Regions from separate parts of the Gossypium hirsutum genome. Here region 2 is linked to region 1. A link is a contact called in public Hi-C data. All regions are on one chromosome and are shown on one strand. The core of a region is the stretch at or near the end of the contact, and the rest is flanking DNA. Distances in the headings are between cores, read along the strand shown.

The links. Hi-C and Micro-C count contacts between places; a contact is called where the count stands out from the background.
Region 2: a Hi-C map of leaf shows a contact between it and region 1, with 2.2 times the contacts expected there. The contact joins the promoter of LOC121204893 here to the promoter of LOC107918130 in region 1. A contact is called at or near these places in 2 of 34 Hi-C or Micro-C datasets (leaf and seedling).

What each region holds. Positions count from the first base shown.
Region 1 is chrA01:8,327,321-8,330,020 of Gossypium_hirsutum_v2.1, reverse strand. LOC107918130 reads left to right here and starts at 1,342. Exons shown (of 3, transcript XM_016847660.2): 1 at 1,342-1,875; 2 at 2,409-2,614; 3 at 2,699-2,700. The coding sequence starts at 1,786.
Region 2 is chrA01:8,553,853-8,556,552 of Gossypium_hirsutum_v2.1, reverse strand. It overlaps LOC121204893 (importin subunit alpha-4), which reads left to right and starts at 1,256. Exons shown (of 9, transcript XM_041075677.1): 1 at 1,256-2,700. It also overlaps the pseudogene LOC107918129.

The DNA of each region.
Region 1 (2,700 bases), core at 93-2,592:
TAACCTAATAAAATTCAATAATACTATAACAAGATTAATTATTTAATTATCTAGCAGGATGATCAAATTAAATAAAATTGAATGATAATAATTTTTTAAAAAGAAAACAATGTTTCTAAAAATGAAAGATTAATGAAATTCTTCATTCCAATCATTACTACTAAAGTGGGTATCAAATCCTTTTGATGAAAAATTCAAAGTTCACCCTTTTAATATTTCTTTTTTCTCAAATATTTTGGTAGTGTAATAAAATTAGAAGTCAAGTTAAACAAAGAAAAAACTATCTTAATTTTTTTTAATTCATTATATTCAAATTTAATATCTTACTTAAAAGAAAATATCTAACTCTTTATCATTCAATCTAGAGGCATTCATGAGTTGAGTCAGATTCAAGTCGAGTTTAAGCATGATATTAACATATTTTATACTTGATAAAACAAATAGTTAACTATTTTTATTTTATGTCAAACTTGACATGCAAGATCTGCATAAATAAAACATGAAATATGACGGTTGAATTTTTAAAATATTAATCGTATAAAAAGTTACAGAATTATGTAAACCATTTTAGTTTTACACAGGTATAATTGGATCCTTTCCCTTTTTTATATATATTGTATAATTTATAATACATAAAAAATTAAATCTATAGTAATATATAATATTAAAATGAAAAAATTAAAATGAGTTTGGATTAGCCACTTACAAATATGGATAAACTTGGACAAAATTTTAGGTCTATATTTCGAGTAGGACAGGGCTTGGATATATATTAATATAGATAATATTTTAGACCTATATGATAGAAATATCATATCGATCAAAATTTTACATGCATAATAAATATGAGTATCTTTATAAATTCAATAATTGGATTGGTAAAATATTAATTATATAAAAAGTTATAAAAATTTATAATACCATTTTAATTTTACATTGATGTAAATAAATCCTTCTTCATATAAAAATAATATAATATATTATATTATAAATATAAAAAATTGGTCGGAATCGAATGTTGAATGTTTGAGCCAAAATCTAATCTATATTATAAACCAGCTTATTCTTTTTTTACTGTACTTACTTTTTAGATTTAAGATTTACTCAAATTCTTCCTAATTTCAAGCTGTAAATGTTGATACTTTGTGCTACAAAAAGTTGTACTCTTTCCCCAACGTTTTCTTTTGGGGACTCCAAAAAGGCAGTTAATTATGGCGGGTGTTTATTCCCTTTCATGAAAGTAACCTTCCAACTAAATCCACTTCCCAACCAACCCCCTTAATTAACCTTGTACCTTGTGCTTTAAACTCTTATACCTTTAACTTCTCAAGATGCCCTTTTAACTAACTTCTTCCAAAAGACAAGAAACCTTGCTTCAAGCCACTTGTACATTGTTGTCTTATAAGTTGTACTACCAGTCATATTACGTATATGAACCGTTAAATGAACCGGTTTCCAATCCCACCCCTTCTAAGAATTTGTAATTATACCAAATGCTTCCAACATATTCTATGATTTAAAAATAAAAAAGGTCAGATCCCCATTTTCAAGCTAAGGTGAGGTGTCATTTTCTTCAGAAAATAAAATTTACGAACAAAAAGGGGAGTTTTTTATAATAAAAAAATCATTTTAATCATTTAGTTTGCTTCTTCATCACTGAAAGTGATTTTTTTGCATATTTAGAGAGGGAGAGTTTGAGAGAGAAAGAGCAAAACAAAAAGAAGAAGAAAAAAAAAAGCAGAAGATATTATTGGGTTATTGTAGCTAGCTAGCTCCACATTGTCTATGGCTTCAAAGCTTCTTTTGATTGCTGTCTTTGTTCTTGATCTCATTGCTTTTGGTTTAGCTGTGGCAGCTGAGCAAAGAAGAAGCACTGTAAGTGGCACCACCCTTGCCTTCTTCATGCGTAATTTTTTGGTCCACATTAGTTCATACAATTTCTGGGTTTTATTGAAAGTTTCTACTTTCTTGCTGAAAAATGAGGAAAATGAATGAAAGCCTTTTTTTGTTTTGTTTGAAAAACAGCTGTAAATGTTGTTTTAGATTTCTGGGTTTTTTGTTGTATATGTAAATTTGCTACTTTTGAAGTACAGGTTGTTCTTGGTTCTTGGGCAATAAGGGTAGCCTAGAAACATAGTATTCAATCTTGATTTATGTATATCATATATATATTTGTTTTCATAGTATTCACTTTCTGCAAATCAAGTAGTATACCATTCTCAATTGTCTATGAACTTTACCAGATCTCAGCTGAATTGCCATAAAAATGGTAGATCTCTCTGTATTTTCTTTTCTATTGCTCTCTCTCTAGACTAGTTCAAACATACAGAGATTATGGGAATTGGGAAGTCGTGGATCTAACCAGACAGGCATGCAACTGACCATTGTGTATTTGAATCTCTGTGCAGGCCAAGATTGTCCAAGACAGTGAAGTTAATTATAACTATTGTGTCTATGACTCAGACATATCAACAGGCTATGGTGTTGGTGCATTTTTGTTCCTTATGGTTAGCCAAGCCCTTATAATGGCTGCAAGCAAATGCTTCTGCTGTGGAAAGGGTTTAAACCCCAGTGGTTCAAGGGCCTGGGCAGTCATCCTTTTCATAGTCTGCTGGTATGTCACAATTTCATCAAATTTATAGCCGTCATTATTGTAGATTTTTGTTGTTTCATTGGTTATTTGAATTTTGTGTCACAGGT
Region 2 (2,700 bases), core at 7-2,506, 230 kb before region 1:
CAAACCTGGAAGTCCACCAACAGTCTCTGAGCAGACACGGGAAAGACATATGTGATCTATCTGAAAAGAATTGATATCATTGGTAGCAATCTAAAGAAATATGTGTACATTAACAAAGCTTAGAAGTATTTATTGATAGCAAAACTCTAATCTGGATAATACCTTTGATAGTTTAATCTTATGTTCAGCACAAAATCGTTGTAAGCCCTGTAATACCAACAAGTAGATTAAGGGATCAAATATAAACGTTTCAGTTCCTTGAGGCTTGAATATCAAGCACCATTTACAACACAAATAAAATTATATGGATAAAACTGAGATTATCTAATAATCACACAAACAAAAGTAATTTTTTAATGTCATCATAAGACAAGAATTACCTCTCCGGCATTAAAGATAAACCTTTGTCTGTCAAAGAAAAGTAAAATTGAAGGCATTGTATCATGAGTATCCATTCCAACACCCAAAATCTGTACAAATTAACCAACAAAGAGAAATATTGAAACAAGTCGTGAAACCACAATGTGTGGAACAATTTATGTCTCGAAAGGAAAATATTAACAAGTAAAAAGAAAAAGGATAAAACATCTTCCCAGCATAACTAATTTTAGAATATAAGCTCGAATTGTGAAAACCAGAAAACTAATTTTAACTTAAAAGTTGAACTTTAAACAAATTCACTCTATTTAAATCTATTAAAATTCACAATAACAGTGTATCATCTTACAATCTTATAGCATATATTCAAATAAATAATAATTACATTACATGTTTATAATAAGATAAAATAATTAATTAGTATATTATAGCCATAACTGATTATCAAAGTGATTAAAGATAAGTTTCCAGAATGAAACATGATTACCAACCAGTAAACAAGTACACACAGATATATCTATAAACAGAGATTTATAAGAAAGTTAAAAATATTAAAAATATGAAGAAATACCTGAATATAGGCAGTAGTATTGGTAGAATTAGCAGTATGATGTTTGAGCGGAAATTTTTTCATGACGGTAGGCTTACTACTTCTATCAGTCCCCTTTGCCCTAGCTTCGTTAAACTTAAATTCTTTAGTTTTCACCATTGACAGACAAAGAACAGAGCAACGGCGAAAGCAACCTGAGAAAACTGTATAATCCCTTCCCCGGTAGCGACCAAGACTTTGCTGCTGAGAAACGTGCAACGATATCAGCGGGGACAATTGATGTAAATATAAATATGTTTTTCTTTTCCTTAAATAAACCAAAAATAAATAAAACTTTTATTTTTTAAGTAAAATATAAAAAAAATTAATTATTTTATAATAACCTGGTATCGATGTGGATACGGGCTTTTTCATTCGGGTTGGGTGGCCCGAGTCCAATAACAAAAATCGGTTCATTCTGTTTTCACTTCCCTCCTTTCGTAGTCCTCACGTGTCCTCCAAAACGTTTCTTCTTTTCCAAGATTTCATTTCTTAATCAAATCATACAGTAAGTTCTCTCTCTGCTCGAATGTACTCTAGTTATGAATCTTTTTAAATCTTTTTTTGAGATTTCACTGTTTGGCAGCAGAAGCTTATCAATGTGTACTCTGTTTCTTTTTCTTTTTTTCCTTTTTCTGTTTTGTTTAGGGTAACTTCTAAAATGAATTGTGAAGTATAATAGAGGCAATTACGATAAACTTGGTAGTAATCTGCATTATTAAATTTTCTTATGTGTGAGATTTTGAATATTAGCAATGAATTGCTTGTTTTCCTGGGTTTTGTTTGGATTAGTTTAACAGCTAAAAAGTTTGCTTGAGCTATGTTTGATTAATTGGCTCAGTTGATAGCTAAAAGAAGGGTGAGAACAAGAAAGAACGAGATTAAATTATTTGCTCTTTCTAGTTTTTATGATTGATTTTTTTTTTTTTTGGCTTTCAAAGAAATTTCTGAACATGTCATTTCGGTAACTTAGACTTGAATATAGATTTAGAGATGATACAGAAGAGTTTTTGTTTATGTTTTGAATGGATTAGTTTTTGTTTATGTCTGGATTATTTTAAATTATTTGCTCATCCTTGTGTAACATTTTACTTAGATTTATGTTAGTTTAGCATAAAATATTGTAGCTTTCTTCGCATTGCAAGTGCATATATAATAAGGCATGTTCTTTGAAATTGTATGGATTGCAGGACTTTGCGAACATTGTATGGACTTTTTATGTTTTGTTGTGGAACTCTCTTTTTAAGTTCATGAAATAATCAACTATTTTTGGTCTTGAAATTGCACTATTGACCTGTTCAAAGTTGAACAAATAAATTATGCAAAAAAAAAAACCCTTAGAAATTGCATGCAGCAACAGCTAAAAGTGAAAGTTTTGTCTTAATCCATAGATATGCAGTAAAAAGTAGGGTTCTCGAGGTTTAAATACAATATATCTTTGCTCTTAAAGAAGTAACAAAATGAGACAACAGATGCAATTGGGATATCTGCTCTTAGTGGCATTGTCCTTTATAATGCGCATAATATATGCTCATGTTTTTCCTTTCTTTACAGTTCATAATGAAGTGGCTGTTTAAGTTTGATAAGGACAAATGGCAGAAGAGGCAGAGGCAGATGCAGAAAAATCTCAGGAGTATGGAGAGTATAAGGAAGATAAAGAGAGAACTCATTCTTTTCTTTAAGAGAAATCATGAATTTTTTCATGTGGAGCGATGTATAGAGGATGCTGCAGG